Regions from separate parts of the Mus musculus genome. Here all the other regions are linked to region 3. Evidence: chromatin contacts called from public Hi-C data. All regions are on one chromosome and are shown on one strand. Each heading gives the region's core, a stretch centred on a gene start, on an enhancer-like site or on the middle of the called end of the contact. The rest is flanking DNA. Distances are from core to core; before and after follow the strand shown. Region 1 overlaps Alk (anaplastic lymphoma kinase). Region 2 overlaps Alk (anaplastic lymphoma kinase). Region 3 overlaps Alk (anaplastic lymphoma kinase). Region 4 overlaps Togaram2 (TOG array regulator of axonemal microtubules 2).

Region 1 (6,437 bases), core at 3,654-6,153, 450 kb after region 3:
GTTAGCTAACAAAGGTCACAAGGGTCCCAATTCTAGTCCTCACTCTAGTAGGGGTAGGGACAGCCACTGCAACTGCCATAGGCAACTGAGCCTTGGTTGCTAGGGATGAGCCCAGGATTTATGACCTAAGTTGAAGGAACAAAATGTTGATTTTATTTCAAAATAATTTATTTTGGTTTGTTTCTGTCTAGTTTTAACAACAGAAGAGCTGCAAGAGGTAGGAACCCTACTGGGTGACTGTTCAGGGCTCTGAATCCCCCCCCCCCCCGGCCAGTTCCTATGCACAGGAAATGAACCTGCTTAGAGGAGCTGGGCCAATGCCTGGCCCAAGTTTGGCTTTCAGCAGGTTTTCTTGGGGCTCTGGTCCTTGTTGCTCTAAGGTAGGAATCAGAGGTGAGGAAGATCTTGTGGTAGCTGGCTGCCAGTGCCATAGAGTGCACGCAGGGGTAATTGCTTTAAGTAGGGGAAGGCAAGAAGCAGTGGGAAATGATGAAAAAAGATGGTGGAGAGAAAGAGAAGAGAAATGAAAAATGGGGAAAGAAGAGAGAGAGAATACTTCAAAGGGGGTGGGGAGAAAGAAGACATGTTTCTGTTTACCTGATCCCTATGGCTTAACACCTTACTAACAGCATTATCTGGACCTGTTGGTTCTTACCCTGATCAGGCTAACAATGGAACCCTGAATCCTCAACTGCACTGCCAACTAAATCAAATAGAGAATAAACTCAGTTAAGTTACTGGTTCTTAGGACCAAGTGTGCCCCCATTTAAAAAAAAATGAATCAACAATGTCTCTCATTTCCATAGAACCAGTGGGGAATGCAACCAGTCAAGACTGTGCAGAGGCTCCTCCATCTTGTATCTTTGCTGAGGCCATTTCAGGTTTAAGTAGGATTTGATCTCCTTGATGGAAAAGCCTAAAAAAAAATGCCCAATTCTGTTCTTGGAATCCAAGGTTTGGATGTCCCAGTTAACTTCTAGCTTCTGTTAAACTGTTTGTTTGTATGGAACTCCTTCAGCTAGCTGATTGTTTTAGCTTCATTAAACCTTTGTTTTTTTGAAGTCTGCCCCAAGCCCCCATTGCAGCTGCTGAGCAAGATGCCAGAATTTGGGTTTTGACTTCAAAATTATGCTCTGGACACTTGGGGCCACATCTAGGTTTCCAAATATCTGGCAGAATATTTGGGTCTGGTCCCACCAGCTAGAATAAAGACTTTCAGTTAGCTCTGAACTATGCCTGAGTGGTTATCTCTGATGGGCTTCTCCTGAATAGTTCTCAGAAATAACTCACTTAACATCCATTCCTCCAGACTACCTAGGACCTTAACTTAGACTTTAAAAGACATCAACATGTTAAAGCACAAAGTGGTAACACCATGCCCAGGAGGTTGATTCAGTAGGATGGATGAGATGCAGGGAGAAGAATAAGATCCAGAGGGTGGGGTGGGATCCAGTGGATGGGGTGGGATCTAGTAGATGGGGTTGGATTCAATGGGTGGAGTGGAACCAAGGTTTTTACACAGATACTACATTTCCAAATGATATTGACGTTGCTCTTGAGAAATATACACTTTGACAGTCTGCTCTAGGGAATGGGTCTGTCATTTTGAATTGCCAGAGGAGCTCTTCTGCCCACCTTCATTATGATGTGCCTTAGGAGTCTGGGGATGGAAGCTCTTTTACATCAGTTCCTAGTGCTAACCATCCCCTTCAGAGAACAAACACACCAATAAAAATGGTCTCTTGGTGCAGAATAAATAATAGAGTTAAATAAATACAGCCCCAGGATACGGAAATTCTCCTGAGATCGCTAACCAAACCGGGGGGGGGGGTAGGCAACAGGCTGTGCCTTCTTGAAGAAATTCTTAGACTTTAATTCAATAAAAGACTTCGCTGGAGAGCTGAGCTGGTAGGAAGGAAGCTCCGAGTTATACTGAGCTTTCTGTTGCTGTGATAAAACACCTACTAAAAACAGTTTGGGAAAGAAATGTCAAGGCAGGAGGAATCTGGAAGCAGGAACCGAAGCAGAGGTCATGGAGGAGTGCTGCTTACTGGCTTGCTCCTCCTGGTTTGCTCAGCTTGCTTCTTAATATGGTCTGGGACCATGGCCAAGGGACAGTACTGACCACAGTGAGCTGGAGCCTCCTACATCGACTAGCAGTTAAGAAAATGTCTCCACAGGCCAATCTGATGAAAGCAATTCCCTAGCTGAGGTTTCTTTCCCAGGGGACTTATTTGTGTCAAGTTGACAAAAACTAACCAGCACACTTGGCAGGATTTCACCCAACTCCCCAGTTCCAAAGAAAAGACGGTCCTGGCTTCTTCCACGGTCCATAAACTACCCAAGCAGGCAATCACAATCTGTATTTAGCCAATGCAAAGAAGTAATAGCCTCCACGGGCTTTTCAGGAAAGAGGCAGCATCAAGCTCTGTACAGAATGCTAAGGGTAATGTGGCCTTGACACAGAGACTCAGAAGAAGGTTTATCTAGGTTCACCCTACCCATGGTCTCAGTGGTAGTAAGCGCATTGAGAGTCATGACTGTAGGGTGTGTGCCTCCCTGTTTGCTTCCTTAGTCCTAATAAAGACTGTGCATTTGACTCCTCTCTCCTTTGAGCCTTCTGAGTCACTTGAGTACACCAGGTTCCTGTGACAGCTTAGAATCCCAGTCCCCAAGGCCATCTATACAAAGTCTTGCCCTACGAACTGTTAGGGTCAATTCTGAGGCCATAAATACTTTCTGGGCAAGGTAGAGGCAGAGTAGGTACCCTGTGTCTTCTTGTTTTGTTTATTTGACACACTTTACAGCTCAAATATGCAGCTCTGTTGTTCAATCACCAGGGCCATTCTTGGTTATTAAAATGTACATAAACTCTACTACCTGTTGAGGATTGGTTCTAATGCTTTGAATTAATCTGGCCCCCCCAAATCAGGACTCTGCATATCCAAATGCTGAAGCTCCTTGTCCCTAATTGGATTTTGATCCATCAATTAAAAGCCAGTGGCCAATGGCTGGGCAGGTAGACTGAGGTGGGAATTTGAGGTTTAGGAGTGCTAGAAACTGGGGGAGAGAAAGGAAGCAGAGATCACCATGATGAGGAACAAAAAGACCAGACCTAAAGGCCTGCCGACAGGTGAGAATCAGGGGAAGAGGCCCCCGAGCATTTCCCCAATTGTGTTTGGGGTGGCAGAGATGAAATTCAGATTTTAAAAGATGTTAACTCAGAAGTACAGGAGGGGAGTCTGTGCTAGCAGGAAGGATTAGAATTGCCCAGCCATTAAGCTAGTCAAGCTAGTTAAGGCATATTAAAATTAACTGGTGTGTGTGTGTGTGTGTGTGTGTGTGTGTGTGTGTGTGTGTGTGTGTGTGTGTGTGTCTTTCATTCGTGAATCTAGATAGCTCTTGGGCAAGTGCACATGTGCGACTGTTGGGAGCATAAAGTGGGCTAACCAAATATCACCAGAACTACCAATTCTCATCAGTAATTATTTAAAAATAACCGTGATGCACCACGATCATTAACATTTTTTACACTGGAGTAGCATAGTTTGTTAGCTCCACTTTAGGAGTAAAGAAAATAGGGCTCTGAAGGCTAAGGTAAGATAGAGCAACAGTATAAACTGTTGATATGACGCTCCATGGTACGAATAAGAGGAAGGTTTTTACTGTAGCCGTGAGAGAACAGCCAGAGGCTTCTGGAAGAGTCCAGAGCAGGGAGAGAGAGTAGACCGAACATGGCTGGGGGGAGGGGTAGAGAGAAGGGGATTGAGAGGGAGACCAAGAGACCAAGCCGTGTTCTTACACACCTAAAATAACAAAGTTATAAGGAGAACCGGGACGGGGAGGAGACAGGGACCCTGGGAGCAGGATGGAGTTTAGGGCTGGGGAAGAGGTGAGAAGAGCCAGGATGCTAGCATGGACTTTGAAATGTGTAGCAGGTACCAGTGATGCTGATGGAGCCTAGAGGCCAGCATGCACATTGGTATGCTGATAGGTACCACAGATGGCCATTTGTCCCTTCTGCCTCTTGAAATTTGGGGAAATAGTTTTCTTTGGACAAAACAGCAACCACTTATTTAAAGAGGGGTGTCACTAAGGACCTTTATTCTGTGTGGTCTCCTGCTTCTGCCTTTACTACTACACCTACACTGAGGACTATCCCTGAAAGCAGGCGCCTGGAGCTAACTTGCTAGAGACATGTGGGACACACCCCAGGCTGAGACCCTTAAGACTCAGGACTAGCAGAAGGGACAGGTTCCTGCTGGGTGGGTGAATACATTCCAGCAGCAGCCAACTGGGGGATCTGCAAGAGGAGTCTCTGGGACACACACACACACACACACCTACCACAAACACTTGAAGCCAGATGGAATGGGGTCGTATGTCCCATCTCTCTCGTTCTTCTTCATCTTCAAATCAAGTGTCCGTCTCTTGCTAAGGCCATTTCTCCTGTCTACATCCTGCTGACTGCCCACTAACTCAGAAAAGGCCTTTGATGCTAACTAACATGGTTATGCCCATGGCAGACACATACAGAGGAAAGAGAAAACAGGTCAGGAACGTCAGAGTGTACAATAAAACAGACACCCTCTCGAATGTTCCCAGCACTGAAGCATTAAAATAAAGTCATTTGACAATTATTTGCCTGGACTGAAAGAGTGGAGTCATTTCAGAGATGCCACTAATCTTACAAAATAACAAGTGTGATTTGATCCGAGAGAGGAACCAACACACTTGAAGATGTCTCTGCCTTAGGCTCTGCACTTTCATGAGGTATTGGCAGAGACCAGAGGGTGAGTTATGGGGGAGGGGCGTGCGACCACAGTGAGCACTGGCAGGGTGGATGGAGCCGGCTAAGTTAAGATCAATGATTTCCTTGATTGCCTGGCTCTCCTCTCTCCTAAGCCTGGTCTCTGGCTACATTTCTATTCCTATCGGCCAGAAAAATAAAGATTGTTTACAGAGCTGAAATAACACCTGCTTGGTTTATCTTATTTTAGAAACAATAAAAGCCAGGGAGTTGGAGGGATTAAGGAGGAAAAAAATCAATTGTGTTCTTTCATGTTGGAAACATTAAAAAATAAGTCACCCTGCTACCTACTCTAAGGCCCAATTTGGCTCTCCATTACCCAGGGCGATTTCCAATTTCTTCCTGTAACTTCCCAAGGTTTAAGCTTGACGGAACCATAACTGGGTGCCCTTGACAGACTTCAAGAAAGTTTTTCTGGTTGGTTTCTGACAATTTCTACCATAGCTCTGATTGCTACGCGTACAGAGAGAGAAATAGCAATGTCCCCTTTGGCATGAACATGAAAACATAGTCTGATCCCGGCCAAATTGTTTCATGTTTTGAGAAGCGTCTTACCTCATGCCACTTTGTATCATCTCTGTAGGGAAGGCAAGATGCTCTTTAATCTGTCATAGAGAACTTGGTACCAGAACCAGAACAAACGGAAACAATGCACGACAGTGACAATGACTGCAAAGGTTGAAGGGGTTGCTCAGCACCAAAGATGCTGATGTCAAAGATCTACCAGCCCTGTAGCTGTAAAGGGCATCCCGGTGAAGGTGGCCTGGCCGACTCCTTTGCCGATTACCTACTATTTAGACTAGTGGTTCTCAACAATTAGCAATGATAAATCATGCCCAAGGCCACACAGTAAAAACAGTCTGTGCTGACTCCTGATGCTCTTTTCTTGTACCTTGAATTGAGACGGGATGCCTTTAGCCAGAGCGTAAGTGTGAAGCCAACCTGGTCCTCAGGTCCAGGCTGTGCCTCGATGAGCATGAACTAGCTTGAGCAGGATACGGAACACAGCATCCTTTCTCCTGTGCTTGCATCTCTACTCCAAAGGAGAGCTGGAGGAGGGGCAGGGAAGACCCCAAGGGGATAACTATCACACGGGAACTACTGTGTCACAGCATCTATCCATTTGTACTGACGAAAGGCACAAGGATAGCTATTCCCGGGCTCTGATTTCTCATTAGTGGTAAGTAAATACTAAATTTCCTAAAGCAGTGTTCCAAATCCATCTGGGAAGGAAAAATCTCCTTTTAGGCTAAATACCTTTGCCAACCCATGCATGCTGGCAGCTCTGGCTTATTAGCACTGTTATTTATCAGTAAGAGGAATTGTTTTCACCGAGTTTGCACGCTTTAACGCATAATCACTTCTAAACCCATGTAAGAAAAAGTAGTATAGAAGTGTAAAATATAAACTCAGGAAATGCTGAGTTTCTGTATGCGTGTAGCTAGGGAGCCCTCCTCTGTAACACCTCAGCCCTCCAAGTGTCTGTGAACAGACAGTTTTATGAGGTGGAGCAGTGAAGAGCCAGCCTCCAGCAGGCTCCCACAATGGGAGAGTTTTTAATCCCAAAAGCTTGGGGACAACTTTACAGTTTTATGCTCTTTGTTTCCTGTCCCTGTTTTCCCCAGGG
Region 2 (5,836 bases), core at 202-2,701, 370 kb after region 3:
AGAGGAGGTTAGATGAGAGAAATACAAACAATATCAATGTGAGCATTCAGTGTCTCTTGTCCTGTATTTACAACCATCTCTCCAGGAAGCAATGTCAAAGATAGCTTCACTGGTCCTCTCTCCTCTGCCTCACATAATTTCCATGCATGCTTACATACATGGACACACAGAGACACACATGGACACATACATGGACACATACACACATACACACACACATATATATATATGCATGTCTACACACCCATGATTTCAGCTCTGTTATATACTCCAAACAATCCATTCAAAGTAATTTTCCAAATAAAGATAACTTGCTCCAGAGAGGAGAGTTTTCTGATTGGATTTTAACCTTTCTATATGCATTAATTACCTTTCTTATTGCGGTTACAAAATACCTGAGAATGCAATTTAAGGGGAAAAGGGTGTATTCTGGATCACACTTTAAGAAGGTATGGTTTATCATGATAGAGAAATCAGGTGGATCCAGCTGGGGCACCCAGAGTATAAGACAGACAGTAGATTATATTACAACAATGGTCAAGAATCAGAGAGCTGGGTTAGCTAGCATCAGGGGTCGTCTACAACCATAGTCTCCACCCCTTTGCCCCATATCAACTAGGCTTCCCTCATATCCAAAAGATTCTATAATGTTCTAGAACAACCCCACCAGGTAAGGATCAACTGTCCAAACACATGAGCCTGTGGGGCATTTCTGACATTCAAACTACACGGTTGTGTTTTCACTGATGAAACTATAACTGGAAGAAGCACCAGCTCTTTCACGGCCCTCTACCCATCCAGGCCAAGAAGTACCCAATAGCCAGTTGATGTGCTAATGCTGTTTGGAGACTGACAAGAAACTAGGGATCCAGTTGCATCTCTTAGGTTGACTATGGAACTAATCCTCCCCCCACTGAGCACACTGCATACAGCACCAAATCCTCACAAATTCATCAACATTACCACTGTACTTCCTTAAAGGCCAATTCATAAATCAGAACAGACTAAACCATGGCCTTAATTTCCCATTGAAACTCTTAATATTCATCCTACTGAACAGCTATAAAACGTGAATCCAAAATGACCTAGTGATTATATCATGGGGACACTGAAAAAAAAAAAGCTTAAAGAAATGTCTTGATGGTGCTGACAGAAAATTCTTTCATTTTTTATTATTATCAATAATGTTCCTATTAGTCACTTCAGGTGAGTCAAAGAATACACAGTCAATCAAAGCTTTAAAGGAAGAGTCGGGAAGGAACGTCTAGTTCAAAGATGACTGCTCTTGCTCTCTCCACTTCTTCTTTTTATCATCCTCCCTCACACCCCCCCCATATTCTCACTAACCTTTACCCAAGAAAGGGTAATCAGAATGACACATGCCTGAGACACATGCAATTTCCTTCAATTTAGCTTAACCCCATGGGCATCATTTCAAGAGGAGCCGGTTCTGTTTGGGGTGACTCACAGTCTGTTATATATCCAAGGCACAATGACTATCTTCATGCAACAGGCAATGAATCAGGCAGTGCCTCCACCTAGTTTTCACTCTCCTTTGCCCAGTGTTTGAAAGAAAACATACAAAAAATCAAACATCTAATTTTTGGCGTTGGCGGCTGTGAAAACTTCAACTTTGTTCTGCGCTACAACACAGCAAAAACAGTTTGTAGGTCTAGTCTGCCACCCAGTATGGTTAAGGTTAGTATGTTTGCAATGCTCCTCTGTAGTGTTTGAAGACACATTTGGCTTCATTCGGAAACCACCCTGACCTCTGAGTAAAGCCATCTTCATTCGGTTGAAATGTAATGAAATGAGAAGGAAGAAGGGAAGAGAAGACGGTACTGTTTGTAGGAAAACCCTGCATTCATTTCTTGATCTCCAATTTATTACTTTCTTATCAGAACATCTTTCCCAATTCTTCCGCATGTAAAACATCTCAAGATGCTTGCCTCCATAATCCTCTGCCCATGTTGCTAGTTTCCCCCAAAGCCAGGAGAAGTAGCATCGTTTGCAGCCAGTTGATGTCTCACATCTACAAGCAGAGGTGCCAATGGTGATGTTCTAACCATCATTCTATGTTCAGTTTGCCGGTGAATGTCTTCTGGGGTTCATTAAATTGGTCCAACTTCTCAATCTGCTGCTTGCTGGTGTTGGCTTCCCCTCCTTAGATAACAATGTTACTGAATACACAGTTGCTTGTATTGTACAGTTAGGCTCATAGGGATTCTCTTTTCTTTAGCCATACAACTAACTGGATTCTATCTGCCCCACTTCTATCTGAGACTGGGTTTTATTTTCATCTGTCAACTGAGTAGCCTCTTCCCTGACCTCCTTTCTCCCTCTGATTCTTCCTCTAGCATAGTTAGAATGATCCCAGTAAAACTGGGATCCAACTGGAATGTCTGTGCTCTTAGCACCTACAGGATAGAGTTTAAATTTCTTTATATAGATCATTCCTTCTTCACCACAGCTGGTCCCCCGCCATCACCCGTGGCAGAACAATGGTGGACAAATGGGTAAGGGTATAGGATCCCTTCTTTGTGCTCAGCATGGTGCTATATTAGAGACAACTCCCACTTTGTCCCCATATCTTTCAGGGTTAATATATCTGTTGTTATATCTTCCAGATCTTCCAGATCATGAACACAGATTAGAACTTGTCTGAGTCTTCTCATGAGCGTTTAAGGTATTTTATTCTAATGGAGAATAACTAAGATACTTTAAATAAACTTTAAATCCACCCTCTGTTTCCTTCTTGTTATCCATCCTACAAAAAAAGGTTCTGCCTATCCCTTAAGTCCCTGATCAAGTAGCATTTCCTTTTTGTAGCTTCAGGAACTCCCGACTCTCTTAAACTCTCTGTCCTCTCGTCTATTTCTTTGAACCTTCTCTGCTTTCCTACAGAGCATTCATTCAAGTGTGACCACAACAATGACCACTGCCAGCTAAAACACACTTGCTACTCTAAAACAAACTGATGATATCGATCACATATACTTTGGGTCATGGTGGATAATGAACAATTAAATGCAGCATTAAGAGTTTGTCTCTGAGGTGCCAGATGGTTCTTATATATTGGGGTTGCAAGGAAACCCCGCATAGAATAAGAGCATGATGATAAGAATAAGCTTTGGGGTTCAAAAAATTATCCCTCTTCCATCACTAAGAATAGAGCTGAGCCATTTGGTACAGGGTGCACAACCGGGTTTCTTCTGGGACCCAGAGTGAGGCTCCACCTGGGATGGAGAGCTACATGGACTGCTGGCTTTCAGTGGTTTCTTTTCATTAAAGAGCACAGATAAGACACACTACAAATTTCACTCACGTAAGAGCAGCCTATTTCTCTTCCTGAAAAGTAATGAAATAATTAAATAGAACTGACCCCCTGACTCTAGACTTGCTGTCCTACGTCTGCCCGTGGCTCCTTCCCTTCTGCGTCTCTGCCACCATGTGAGGTTCATGCAACAGCGCTCATCTCTGGGCCATTTTCAATTAATTTCCTGAGTAAAATTTCACGAGACACTATCAAACCTTTTGCTAAAATCAAGATATATTACATCTACTCTATTCCCTTAGTCTACTAATCAAAAAAGCAATCAACTTTGTCTGGCATGATTTGTTCTTTTAAAACCCATAATGCTTATTGCTCATAATTCCATTATCCTAGATAGTATTTTTTCCTCTTAATATTTGTTCCACTATATTAGCAGGGATTGAATTACTAGATGATTTCTAGGATCGCTTTTTTTTTTGCCCCTCACTGCTTTGCAAATTTGCTACCTAATTGGAAACTATCAACAAAACGATATTTCCCTATTCTGCTGACTTGCAGAAGACCAAGAAAGGGACTTCAGGGTCTCCCAGTCAATTCCTGTATCTTCTCAGGGCACAGGTGACCTTTCTGAACCATTCTGGATCTCTGCTCACATTTCAGTGTTTCCCGCATGGAAGGCTCGAGCATCTTCTTGCTAACTGGATCAGTGATCTGTGATCCTGTGCTCAGGTTATTCTGGGGAAAAGAGAATATATTAGGAAAGACACAGGACTGAGTTCAAATGCCGGCCATTTGCTCCTTCTGTGTGTTTAAGGTATTTTATTCTAATGGAGAATAACTAAGATACTTTAAATAAACGTATTTCAAATGTTGCATTATTTTTCCTTAGTTGTTAATCACAAAAGAAAAATGTGAAAGACTCTAACTGTGCAATACACATACACACACACACACACACACACACACACACACACACACACACACACACACACATATATATATATATGTATCCCTCCAGGCTCTTCAACCTGAACTCTCCTCTCAGAAGTAAGACAAACACTTTGATACATGTTCCCAGGACACTTTATAAACCTAAATGACACACATAAACCAAAATGGGCTAAGATATGCATACTGTTTTACAATCCGTACTTTTCACTTGGGGAAGCACATACATCCTTATGCTAAAAGTGTGTGTGTGAAGAAGATGGGTGCCTGAGGAAGAGAGAAAGCAGGAGAAGAGAGGGTAACAGGGGTGGATGCACATAAACAGAAATATGGTTGAAGTAAATGGTATAGCACGGAAATATGACAAAACCCACCGCTCTATACAGTGGGCATTGGCTAGCATTCACTTAGCCTTCCTATGAATCCACATGCATGCATGTATGTGTGTCTGTGTGTGCAAATGTGGGAATGTGTATGACACAGTGTGCATGAGGAACCTTTGACCTTTGGAAACATAGTATCTTGCTCACTACTGTGTGAGCACAGCTCAGATGGTCTGTGAGTTTCTGGGTATGCCCCACCTCTGTTGCCCATCTTAGTACAGGGGCTAGCATTCCAGATGTACGTCTCCCTGCCCAGCTTTATGTGGGCTCTGAGGATATGAACTCAGGTCTTCGGGCTTGAACAGCAAGCATTTTACCCACAGAACCCTCTCCCTGGGTTTCATGTGTTTAATTATTGAAGTTTGTGTGATGCATTATTTTGATAATCAAGTGTGTCAGAGATAAATCCTAATTAATTTGGCCGGTTCCCTGTTGACAGACATTTAAAGAACTTACATGTTTGTCTGGATCTCGAGTAACACTGATAATGACCTATTAATGTAATAGTGTTTACGCCATTAGGGAAAATGGAGAGGGAGAGCAGAAATTTGGAGACCAAGATGATTGCCTGCTGAGGTAGGATGCCTCCCATGCCTGCTCTGTGCTATCACCCCATGGATGGAAGAGGGATGCTGAGGGAGGCCACCTCTCTCCTCACTTTGAAGATGACCAGGGAGGCCTCTCTTTCTCAGTCCACCAGAAGTCCACCTGTGAAATGCTCTAATCCTGCTTTGCCACTTCAAGATATGGCTGTCTGTGGACAAGGTGGCTTCTGCCCTGAGTGTCCTTAAGGCCACTTCTCCACCTGCTGTGCAGCTCGGGTTGTTTGCTTGCGCAGGGTGGTCAACACCTCTGAGGACAATATCGCTGTCATTTAGCAAGACTTCACTGCACAGCAGTCGTGGGGCCAAAGCAAGCTCCCGCACAGCACATTATCTTAATTCTGATTAAATCCTTTTGAGATAAGTGGTATAAATCTCATTTTTAAATTAGGGTTTTAGTCTTATTATTGAAATGTAAGAGTTATTTATAATCTCCGAACAGTTCTTTTATTATGATTCATGATTTGCAAATATTTTCACCTAGTTGTTTTCATGTTCTTAACAGTGTCCTTTGAAGCATGGAAAATTTGACTCGAATAAAATATAATTTATTAATTCTTTAATGATTCTAGGTCTAGTGCTGTATCTAATAGCTTTTGCTAACTCAAAACCACAACGATTTTATGTTA
Region 3 (6,170 bases), core at 1,851-4,350:
AAACAGTGAGCGAGGAGTGGTATTTACAAGTGTGGATGGCAAAGGAAGAATATTAATGTGCAGAAACTTGAAAATGCAAAAGCTTGAGGTAAGGAGTTTTGGCTTGGTAAGGAACTTTGGCATGGTACCACCGAGTGAGAGGAGTCTAGGCAGAGGAGGAGAATGAATGGTATGAGATACTGAAGCTGAGGTTGGACACATCACACATAACCTTAAAGAAAGGTCTTATTGGAGAACATAGGGAATGCCCTAAAAGCCCCAGGAAGCCAGGGACATGAATAGACTTGTGTTTAAAAGAATTGCTCATGGGCGGTCCAGAGGTTATGGGGAATCTTATCTATGATAGGATCTTTGAAAAGAGTACTTCCTGACTGTACAGGTTGGAGACCCTGGGGGAGCAGAGATGATATAAGGAAGCATGGAGAATAATGTTTCCAACGGCTAAGGTCTATGATGGGGCGCTGACAACGAGGAAGGTGCTGAATGGTGGAGATGTGGGATGAAGGCTGAGGGCATAGACTGCGAATGCCTACCACCGGGGGCTGGGAGAAGGGAGGTGGTTTGCTTCTGTCCTCTGCTCATTTCTCATTTTCTGTTACTTTCTTCCCTAATTGGTTTCTTTCTCTCCTTTAACCTCCCCCTGCCCCCGTTCCACTTTGTGGCAATCCAGGCAGCTGGGGTGGCCTCTCTCCTGGGAGGAGGTCAGAAGAAGTTGCAGGACTTCTACGATTTACGCACTCACAAGAACCTCACCTTTGAGGTTATCATTATCGTTATCATTTCTGAGATGACTATGCCAGACTCCTCTGAGGCACTGTGCAGGTGATGGGGGAAGAGAAGTTTGTCATTTTTAGTAATATTCCTTATTAGCAGCTTTTAGTGTTGAAGCATTTAGTGTGTACCGAGGAGTTCACCACTTTTCTTCCCCAAACCAGAGACAGCTGTATGCCTCCATTTTGCAGAACATGGAAGATCAGTGGCTGGATTTGTACTGTTTGTTCAATAAATTACTTATGAAGCCACTTAGAGGCTAGAATAAAAGATGCTGAAAACCTCCTGACACCCCGTTATGTATAGATTCTTTTGGCGATCCTATTATTTATTCCCATAACAACCTGGTGAAGTACTGCTTACAGGATGGGATGGTGAGACTCGGGGAGTTTCAATAGATGGGATGAGGTTACACCACTAACTAAGCTTGGGACCGTCCACTTGAAAGCCTGCGCTCACTTGGACACGCTGCTGTCCCACTTCCTCTCCGTTGCTGCTATAGTCTAGTTTGAGTTTAGCAAGCGAAACTATCAGACAGTTCACCTGCGCTTCCTCATCTTGTGCCTCCGGTCTGCGTGCCTCCCACACTGCCTCTAGCTTTGAGAACAAGTTGGTGGCTGGCAGGCGTTTTTTTTTTGTGAATGGAGACATTTTCTTCCCCCTGTAATTATGTGTGAATTAGGTCACGGTGCATTGTGAACCAAGCTGGCTTTTGTCTGAATCTTCACTGAGTCCTCAAATGGATGCTTTGGCCTCAGGATCAATATTGGAAATACCAGTCTGCTAGTGACCATCAGTGGGGGGAAGAGGAAGGCTAGGAACAAAGTCTCCTTCAAATGCATCTCCTGCGGAAGGGAGCCAGTGGACTCAACGTCCTCCTTGCTTTAAATCCCCTGGAGTAGCTACGAAACAGAGAACTTGCTGGGTTGAAGAGAGAAGGGGTAACAGTCAGAATTAATTTTACATCTCCCAGGAGGGATGGCTCCAGCACCGCCAGCAAGGTTCCAATCCCTGTGTGTGACTGTCACAGTCCCCAAGGATGAAATACCGGCCTATGGAGGTGGCACTCATACTTTCCCCTTCCTCCACTTTAATTAAATCCATTTGTCCCAGGGTCATTGAGCCTGGGGACATCTATGGGCTCTGATCATCAAGCCACATACATTGGAAGGAGAGGATGGATGCTGTTCTGAGTTAGAAGGGGGTTTCTTCTCTATGACAGGAGAGTTCCCATTAGAAGTGGCAAGGAACAGCATATTATGAGGTTTGAGAGAAGAATTCAAAGCCCAGCTCCACACTTACGAAGCCTCATGACAACAGGCATCACTCTTTGCCCTGCTTTGAGCCTTTGGTCCTTGTATTTCAAAGGTTGGTTCACCAGAATGGTAATTTGAGTATCTCTTGTAAGACTATTGTGAAGACTGCACTAGATGGTAGAGCGTGATGCTTAGCCAATAGCAGGTGGTTTTCCCTTCCAGTCTACCCTGTAGGTGAGATGCCACCCTGCCTTTTGCTATAGGCTATGTCTGTGCCACCTGTGGGATATTCAGTAAAGCACAGCAGAGTGTCACAGACATGCTGCTGTGCCAGGCCATTTTTAACTCAAGCATTGCTTGCTCCAGGCTGACTGCAGGTGGCAGGGTAGTGCCATCCTAGGGAGACAAGTGACAGCTGAACTCCACAGGCTTCGGCTCCAATCCAATGCCCCATGCAGCTGGAGATCTGGTAATCCAGCCATATCCATTTGGAAGTGGGAAGGACTAAACCTGGAAGGAGTCAAGGCTCTTGTCCAAGGTCACAGAGGTTACTGGTAGTAAAGTCTGATAAGAACCAGGGTCCCTGGTAGAAGCTCTTCTCTGGTCAGTGAGGAGTCTGGCATCTCCCTATGTCAACCTGCCTCTGGAGCTGAATCAATAGAGCAGTACCCCCCCCCCCCCCGCCCCCTGGTTCCAGTCTTGGCTCAGAGACAAACTTGTTTTGCTCCTTTGATTTTTTTCAGCTTTTCCTCTTTAAAAGAACGGTGGAGAATAGTGATGGAGCTTCCCCACCCACTAAGGTTTTGTTGTTAACGAGGAAAGAGGAAATGAGAGGAAATAAGAGGAAGTAAGGCAACATCCATCAAGTGAGAGAAAATGCCATAGAGATATGAAACCCGAGCATCATTTGGTAGTAGCTCGAGTGCCTCATTTTCTGCTCTCTCCACAGACAGATCCTGAAGAAAGCCAATCAGGCCAGGTGAGAGCTGCAGGAGATGAGTGTTCATTAGTGCGCCATCCCTTGAAGAATCTCGAGCTCCCGGCAATTGGCAGGAGATGTGCATGTCTCTGTGTGTACATGGGTGTGGTGGTTAATATTGACTGCCAACCTGACAGGATGTAGAACTGCCTAGGAGACAGACCTCTGGACTTGTCAGTGAAAGGATTTTAGATTGGGTTTACTGAGGTGGGAAGACCCAACCTAAAACCATTCAATGGAGCGGTACCATCCAATGGGGCACTACCATCCAAGAGGGCAGTACCATCCAATGGGGAGGAGTCTCAGGCTGAAGTAAAAGAAAGAAGCCAGGCCAACACCAGCTTTTATGGCTCTATGATTACTCATCTCTGATGCAGTGTAACCAGCTGCCTTATGCTTTTGTCATTGTGCTGTCCCTGCTATGATGGCTTAAACCCTCAAACTACGAGCCAAAATAAACCCTTCTGTGATGGTTTGTGTATTCTCTGCCCAGGGAGTGACACTATTAGAAGGTATGGCCCTGTTGGTGTAGGGGTGTCACTGTGGGTATGGGCTTTAAGACCCTCATCCTAAGTGCCTGGAAGTCAGTCTTCCACTAGCCGCCTTCAGATGAAGATGTAGAACTCTCAGCAACTCCTGAACCATGCCTGCCTGGATGCTGCCCTGCTCCCATCTTGATGGTCATGAACTGAACCTCCGAACCTGTACGCCAGCCCCAACTAAATGTTGTCCTTTATAAGACTTGCCTAGGTCATGGTGTCTGTTCACAGCAGTAAAACCCAAACAAAGTCACCTTCCCTCCTTAAGTTGTCAGGTACTTTGTCATAGCAAAGAGAAAAAAACAACCAATCAAACGTCTTAGATAAAGGGCATGGGGGAGTGTGAGACCTTCCCAGGTCAGCACTGTGCCTTGTAGGGTAAAACAAAGCAGGAGGTGGGGTGGGGGGAATGAATAGTAACTCACCTGTCAGTCACATCGAGGAGGGACAGCACTGTATGCTGCCACAGGCTTAAGCCTTCGTCAGTGGCGACATGCCAGACAGTCCGGCTTTGCTCCTTTCCGGTTTTGTTCTCCACCAGCACCAGAGATACGTTTCCTCTCAAAACCCCGCGGATGAGCCAGGACATGCGGAGCTGAGAGAGAGAGAGAGAGAGATGCACACATCAGTTAAAATGTTATTGTACCACGGAAACCTCAAGTATCCTTGCAGCCCCGGCAGAAGCTTAAAGGACTTTGCTGGAGGCTCATCTGAATTGATCCAGCAAAGGCAGCTGATGCCCACAGCCTGATCTTGCTAACAGCTGCCAAAGGACTTTCACTGGAGTTCAAGGATCTGGGCAGGAACCACCATCGAGCAATCCGAAGCTTCATTGAGGCTGATGATATCACCCCAAATTTCAGTGATTCTACCTCTGCACTAGACCAGTAGGGTTATTCAGGCGAGCTTCCTTAAGGATACCCAAAGATTTTTGCCTATGGTCTCAACTCACTATGTGATGTAATAGAGGTGATTTTTTTTCCCATTCAATTTCTTTTGATTTAGGAATAATGGACTTTTGTATTCCTTCTAATAATTACAGGTGTTGTTTGAACAGTGTCAGATCACATGTTAGCTAATGGGAGACTTCCTCTCTCTCTCTCTCTCTCTCTCTCTCTCTCTCTCTCTCTCTCTCTCAGATACACACCTATATATCATGATATCCTAATATAGTTATCTTCCCAAATAAGGATGCTGCTTTGCCAAAAGGAAGCCGAAAGCGTCTGTTTTTGTTGTGTCGTGGGTTTCTATGGCACCATTCCCTAGACATTTGAAAGGAAACAGTAGCTAATAGTAGTCTTTATAAGAAAGTGTAAATGTAGTCATGTTCAGAGGCAGTGCAGGCTACAAACTGAGGTTTAAGATAATAGAGGTTGTGTTTGATCGAGGCAATCTACAAACAACACCTAGCATGTAAAAGAACTCTGCTGTTCAGAGTCTGAAAGAAAAAGGCTCCCGGAGAAAGATGGGCAAACATAGTGTATCCTGAACATGCAGAGCTCTGGTCAGCCATGGTTCTTGGCTCTCGTGGTTTGAAGAGCTAGTTCTCTGTCATGCCCAGCTTCTGTCTCCCAAGCCCTGACTGGTAGCTGCTTTACAATTCAATTGAAGAGGATGGTACCACCATCCATAGTAGCCTGATAATTTATACTGTCCTACCTAGAAACCCCATCTCTAACCAAGCCATAGCTGGATCCTGGGTCCTGATCCGGTGAGTCAAATTTACCGTCACATGTCTCTATCCAGGGGAACAAATACTCACCCCCATTAAAACCTCCCATGGTAGCTGAAGGAATCTACCAATGTTTTTCTGTCTTTACTCAGTTTTCTTGTATGGCTGGATAACACTGATTAGAGGATTTAACCAACTCCACCTTAGGTAATGCTAACCAAACCTACACTATAGGCAATACTTTCTTATAGTCTATGGCATGCAGTGTCCTGCTTGGGACTGTGCCTGACATGTACTCTCCTTTATTTTGCTCCAGAACACTGTGGATTTGGACTTGGAAAGTGGAACTGTTGTTCCTCAGTGCCCTTGGTTGTTGGTACTTACCTCTGTGCATGTGTTGGTACTTTCTCCATTCTGTGGCTGCCCATCCCACCGCCTTCTAGCCCCTGCCCTTTCAATTGATCCCCCCCTTTCCCCTACCACCTTCAATCGCTGTGCCTATAGCTCTTCTGTCCACAAAGAAGATCAGATCCCTCCCACTTTAGGAAAACTAAATGCCTTCTATTTAATTCTTGTGGCTCTTCTGGCTCACAATCTGTTTCTATTCTCCACTTAGATGTTCGCATATCTAGTAACAGGAAGGTAAATGAGTCCCCTTCTTTATTCTCTTTTATGTTAGGAATGGATCCCGAAGCCTTGTACATACTCGGCAAGCACAGTACCACTGAGCTACATCCCCATTCACTCTTCAATGTTTTTCCAACAGGCTTCTATCTTCACTTCTTCATTAATCTAACAACAGAAGTCTCATATTGCCTTTAGAACTTATTCTCTGAAGTACATCCATGGCTCCTAAAGTACCCCTTCCCCTCTCTCTCTCCCTTCTGAAACCTCTTGTGAACTTCTGTCACATTCCGCTGTCATCTGTGACTCGGCTCAAAAGCTTTCAATGG
Region 4 (5,619 bases), core at 1,742-4,241, 270 kb before region 3:
TCTCAGGCTGTGGCTGTCCCGGGAGTTTGGCTGTCCCGGGATTGTATGCCAGCTACAGCGGAACCTCTGCAGGATGAGCATCAGGTCTTAGGACTTCTGTCGAGGGATTCTGAGGAGAGAGACAATGTGGTTGAGCTTTTAAAGCCCCCTGCCCACAATTTCCCTCACGTTTCCAGGTTCTAGGACTCTTCTGGGCCCAGAAGTTCACCCAGCCCTTCACAACAACAGCTGAACATTTTGCTTTCTTGCTTTGGGCACATCTTGTATTTACCTTGAGCCTATTAGCTTTGGCCGAAAAGCCACTTGTGTGTGTATCTCTCTCAGCCTCTTTGCAGCCAGTGTCAAGTGTACTGCCAAGCAGTGAGAAGCCATCACAGCTCTCAAGGGAACATGAGGACCAGAGTAGTCTCATGCTGAATGCTCCTCTGAAAGGCTGGCAGGCCAGGAATGGCTACCCCAGGGGCCTTGGAGTTCTGCCCTTGGGGCACCACCTGGGGGCAGCTATTCCCTCCCTGGAATCAGAGGCCAGCAGTGTGGCCCGGGACACGATCCAGATTAAGGACAAACTCAAGAAGAGACGGCTCTCAGAAGGCATGGCGGCATCTTCTCAAGGTGAGTCACGACCCAGCCACCACCCACTCTGAGATCAAGCACGCCAGGCCATCCAGGCTATGAGGGTCAGCAGGTGTTTGAGGTTTTGGGGGTCCATTGGGGCTGGTCAGTGGGTTTCTGCTGAGGTGGGTGCTGTTGTGGGATATGAGGTAGCATTGAGGATGAAATCTAGCAGAAATGATGGAGAGGGGGCGTGTGTCTTTTAGGCTAGCTTAGGGGTGTCAAGGCAAGTCTCCCCCGTATCAGAAGAAATTGATTAGCCGCTGCCTCTGCCTGGCAGCAGATTGGCATTCTGTGGATGCACACAGAAGGACTGGGCTTTACCAGGAACACGGCTGACTTTTCTCTGGAGTATATTCCTTGAGTTGTCGCGTATTCCTCGAATATATTATTACTTTCACATCTCTGACCAGCACACGGAGCAGAAACATCTGCAGAGGAGAAGATCTACACTGGTTCACTGTTTCACTGTGCATGGTGGGGCAGGCAGGCAAGCAGGGTGGGGGAACTCCGTTCGTGGAAGTGGGTTCATGAGGCTGAGGCTGGTCCTGTCAGGAAGCTGAACACAAGGTTGGACCCAGAGTCTGGGCTGTGACTTCAAAGGTCTATCCCCAGTGACCGACCTACTTCCTCCCTCCTCCAGCTGGGTCTCATCTCCTGATGGCTCCACGGTTGCTCCAAATAGCACAGCCAGCTGGGAGAGAGTGCTCCAAATGGTCTGAGGAGGGACATTTTCCATCTGAAGTTAGGGATGAGAAGGGTGGTATGCCGTCTATCCAGGGCCAGCTGTGCCTTCTCTTAGCTCTCTCTTAGCCCAACACTGCTCTTGTCTTTCCACCTGTACCATCTTTGACTTTGATTTGCATTTCTACCATGTTTTATGGAAATGAAAAGGGACCCGCAAAACCCGCTGCTTAGCTAGTGATCTGGTGGATGTTGGGTGCCAGGCTGGAGGGAGCCCAGCTCTTTCCCCTCCCCCTCCATCATCCCTTCTTCTCCCAGGATGTGAGGCCTAGGTTAGTACAGCAATCACCCTCAGCTCTCCGTGCTCCAGGTACTAACTTCTTCCCCCATCTTACCCCTGCTCAGCCTCTCTGGATCCGGTGGGAGGCCCCAGAGGGGTTCCTCTGCGGAGCACAATCCCCCGCACCACCTCACAGAGGCTCCTGAGGGTACCCAGGCCGATGCCTCCCATCCAGAGCATTCCCACCACCCCTGAGGCCAACAGTGCTAAGGAGAAGGACCTGGACCCTCCTGGAGGCAGACAGGATCTCCAGGACCCGGGAGCCAGTGCCCAGGAGGTAAGGCAGCTCTGTGGCTCCCCATTCCTTTATCAACTCTTGTCCCTGTGCCCCGGCTAAATGTCTCTAGACAGTCCTCAAGACCAGGGTGGCATTGAGACCCTCATTTCACGTCTCCCTGTAGCGTTCCAGCTGTTACATCTGGCCTGAGAGTGGTGTGTGTGTGTGTGTGTGTGTGTGTGTGTGTGTGTGGTTGCCTGAGAGGTATGGGGGCTACAATCCTTTCTGTCCTGGAGTTGGTGGACCCAGGCTTTCTTTGGTGTTCATGTTTTGGGATTTTTCCCGGTCTTCTGCTCATCTCTTGCTTAATGCCAGCTTGTTGGCATGGAGGAAGGCGTTGGCATCGCCTTCCCAGAGCTGTTTTGTACATCTGTAAAAGCAGAGCTTTGAATTGGGGGTTTTAGAGGGTCCCTTCCAGCTCTACACAGTCAAAGATTTTTCTGAAATGAGAAGATTAAAAAAAAATTAAAATCCAAAAAATAATTAAAGCGACGGAAAAGCTTGCCAGTCTTCCTACCTGGAGTGGTTGGGAAGGGGTGACCTTCCCAGAGGGGTTGGAGTGGGGCTAAGAGACCGAAAAGGGAAACAAGAGGACATTTCCCAGCATCCTCTCACCAGCTGCCAGGAGATGCTTTGTGCGAGGTTACCAGGAGCAGAAAGTACAGTGTGAGTCATGCTTCCAAGGACCAGGCTCCCTCCCCCTCACAGGTGCAGATTTCCAGGCAATACTTACACTGCGCTGATGAGAAGATGCACAAGTCTTTAGGAGGCCTCGTGATCCCACCCATTCCGAAGGCCCGGATGCCCACAGGGACCTCTTCCTGCAGGCCTGGCTCCTTGCCCAGCCCCCTGTGTCCAAGCCAGGATGTGCTTATGGGACCAAAGGCCCCACATACGCGGTAAGCGGCCTACTTAAAAATCTCAAGTCTGTTTGTGGTCATCTCTCCTGTAACTTGTCTTGCCCCCCACCCCCCTTCCCTTGGGCTCCTCACTGCTGAGTCACCGTGGCTGGCACAGTCTTGAGGCACCAGGTTTGGAAAGGGTAAAAATCCCCTCTTGTGAATGGCAGACATGCGGAGACCACAGCATTGTTGTTGCGGCTCCTCTGATCCTGGACTCTGGCTGGCTCTGAAGGCATTCATGACCAGTAATGTGGGCAGTAACTTGTTTTCTAGTTTCTCAATGTCTACAGTTGCCATAGTGATGAATAAAATACACATTGTTTTAGGGCATGGTCAAGCCCATGGTGGCTCTCTCTTATTTTGTATTTTCTTAACTGACAGATACTGAAACCACCACTATTATCATGTATAATGTGTGTATAATGTATATAGTGTGTGGTCATGTGTGTGTATGTTTGCATATACATATGTGTGGGTATATGGGTTTTTCATAAAATGTTTGGACTTCAAAAGGCTCTTCATACCCAGAAACAGTTGGGGCAGAGGCTCTAGGTTATCATGAATCTGCTCGTAAAGAAGACAGGCAGAGCCTTCTAGACGGCTATCAGCATCCAGTGGCCAGCCCAGACTGATACCCCAATTGGGTATGTAAGAATTCCTAGGCACATGCCTGTGAGTGTACATCTGTAATCATGTTTGTGTCTGTGTGTGCATTTGTATACACACATGTGAGTGTCTGGGAATGTATGTGAGTGGGCGTTCAGCCACTATAGGTCTGCCTTTCCCGGTGCGGCGTATGAGTGTACATTTCTGTTGCTATGATAAAACACCACACAGGGTCAAACAAGTTATGGAAGAATTTACACGGACAGAGAGTTCTGGAGGGTAAGAGCCCACGGTGGTGGGGCAACATCAGGCATCATAGCACAGGATGCCGAGAGCTTACATCTTGACCCTCAGAGCGAGAATACCGGGAATAGCTTGAGGCTTTTTAAATCCCAGAGCCCACCTGCAAATGGCATAACTCCTGTGGGCAAGGCCACACTATTCAAACATTGCCACTACCACCCCCCACCCCATCCCCGCCCAAGACTCTGGGGCACGTTTGTCACTTAAATCACCACCTATGGTTGTCACATCCTCCTCCTGCATTTCTTTGGCCTGATCTTCCAAAGTCTTCCATTTCTCTCTGGCTTTCCGAGATCTCCTGTTTCCTGGGCTGCCTTCTCTGGTCACAGCCATGTCTCTATCTTTGTCTGGGCCCTGCTAGACTGTGGGACCATGTCCCTGCACTTGTTCCTGGATGGGAGCTCTCTTCCATCCTCACCTTCACACTCACCTCTGCACTGGCCTTCCTTACCACGGGACGCTTCTCCTGGCACACAGCTTCTCTCCCTCTCTCTGTAGCATTAGTGACAGAGTCTTCGATCTCTGTCCAATGCCTCTCATGACCTTTGTGGCTGTGGCTAGGGTTGACATTTTTCTCCTCTTTCTCTTGGTTTTATACCCATGTCTTGATCTTCCAGGCACTCTCCTACATGCCTTTCATCTGTTGCTCAAATCTGCCCATCCTCAAAATTCCTGGTTTTTTTTTTTTTCTTTCTTTTTTCCTGGAGTCTTTCCTCGTGGCTATGATCTCCAGGGTCATTGGGCTCTGGGTGACTTTGCCATGGCCTGACCTCCCCCTGGAGACCCACACTCTCCCTGGGACTTCTGGTTTTTCATGGCTTGCTGGTCAGCATTAGAGGAAGTATGATGGAAGGGAATGCATGTTACCATGGCAACACGAGGCACCTCCTGCTTCCCCAAACTGCCCTTTGATGGAGGAGCTGCCCTTTGCCTACTTCAGCAGCCTGGCTCTGGCTTCATGTGCTTCTGGTGCCTCACTGAGTGTCCCTCCCCATGCTGTCCTTGCAATAACAAGGCACACAGAAGCTCCCATCTGTTTCTTGTCCCCGCCGCTGCCTCCCACGCTGCCTCCCATGTTACACTCACAGCTGCCTCTTTTTCTTCTTTTTTCTTTTTTTCGAGACAGGGTTTCTCTGTGTAGCCCTGGCTGTCCTGGAACTCACTCTGTAGAGGAGGCTTGCCTTGAACTCAGAAATCCACCTGCCTCTGACTCCCAAGTGCTGGGATCTAAGGCGTGTGCCACCACTGCCCGGCTTCACAGCTGCTTCTTAACTTCACCCAGACAGCCACCCGATCTGCCTTATCCAGCCCCTTGCTGTTCAGCCTCCCCTTTCTGAGTCCCGTCCTCAGGCAACCCTTCAGTGGTCTTTGGCTTTCTTCTGCCTTTTGCTGCCAGCAGCCTGCTTGGTTTGACCTCCAGGGGGCAGCCTTCCTCCTCCTGTGCTGTCTGTAGGCCTCCGGCGGACTCCTTTGTGGGTGTGCTGGTTCCTGAGCTAGAGCCCCATTTCCTCCGTGGCACTTTTCTGTCCTGCACATCAATAAGGTCCTTCCACCTCGGCCTCACCTGGCTTTCATGGCTGGGGAGGACAGGAAGGGGTCACCTCTGCTTGTCCACATGGCAGAGACTGCCTGTCCACCCCTACCTCCCTTCCATTGTTTCATTGATTTAATTAATAAATCTTGGCTATTTAAATTGATTTTGTTTCTTTTTTTTTAAATGTCTGTTCATTTTATTTTTCTTGTCTTGTTTAAAACCTCATTCTATTCTTTAACTTGCACTTTATAGGTCAGGGGCCATATCTCAAAAACCTGTGATGCTAAGCTAGGGGCCTGGCAGGAATTAATCACATAGGACACACCCGCCTTAGCTCTCCATCTGCAATTTGGCTCTCTCT

Evidence for each region. A called contact is a pair of places that touch in the nucleus more often than the background predicts.
Region 1: a contact with region 3 is called in a Hi-C map of the N1E-115 cell line, with 6 times the contacts expected there. The contact joins two enhancer-like sites. A contact is called at or near these places in 2 of 484 Hi-C or Micro-C datasets (the N1E-115 cell line and neural progenitor cells).
Region 2: a Hi-C map of the N1E-115 cell line shows a contact between it and region 3, with 4 times the contacts expected there. The contact joins two enhancer-like sites.
Region 4: a Hi-C map of the N1E-115 cell line shows a contact between it and region 3, with 2.8 times the contacts expected there. The contact joins two enhancer-like sites. A contact is called at or near these places in 1 of 484 Hi-C or Micro-C datasets (the N1E-115 cell line) and 1 of 9 other capture datasets (adipose tissue).

What each region holds. Positions count from the first base shown.
Region 1 is chr17:72,415,523-72,421,959 of GRCm38.p6, forward strand. The region is part of intron 1 of Alk (anaplastic lymphoma kinase); the gene reads right to left. Among named protein-coding and RNA genes, the nearest start is that of Alk, 190 kb to the right of the region's middle. Within about 2 kb of position 4,904, at least 2 of the 459 cell types and tissues checked have an H3K27ac peak or open chromatin away from gene starts, as enhancers often do. A contact at or near this core is called in the N1E-115 cell line, where this site is marked.
Region 2 is chr17:72,338,225-72,344,060 of GRCm38.p6, forward strand. The region is part of intron 3 of Alk (anaplastic lymphoma kinase); the gene reads right to left. Among named protein-coding and RNA genes, the nearest start is that of Gm41613, 210 kb to the left of the region's middle. Within about 2 kb of position 1,452, at least 18 of the 459 cell types and tissues checked have an H3K27ac peak or open chromatin away from gene starts, as enhancers often do. A contact at or near this core is called in the N1E-115 cell line, where this site is marked.
Region 3 is chr17:71,963,516-71,969,685 of GRCm38.p6, forward strand. It overlaps Alk (anaplastic lymphoma kinase), which reads right to left. Exons shown (of 29, transcript NM_007439.2): 9 at 3,971-4,140. Among named protein-coding and RNA genes, the nearest start is that of Gm41613, 160 kb to the right of the region's middle. Within about 2 kb of position 3,101, at least 24 of the 459 cell types and tissues checked have an H3K27ac peak or open chromatin away from gene starts, as enhancers often do. A contact at or near this core is called in the N1E-115 cell line, where this site is marked.
Region 4 is chr17:71,688,825-71,694,443 of GRCm38.p6, forward strand. Togaram2 (TOG array regulator of axonemal microtubules 2) reads left to right here. Exons shown (of 20, transcript NM_177087.4): 4 at 325-612; 5 at 1,702-1,913; 6 at 2,622-2,812. Among named protein-coding and RNA genes, the nearest start is that of Togaram2, 18 kb to the left of the region's middle. Within about 2 kb of position 2,992, at least 64 of the 459 cell types and tissues checked have an H3K27ac peak or open chromatin away from gene starts, as enhancers often do. A contact at or near this core is called in the N1E-115 cell line, where this site is marked.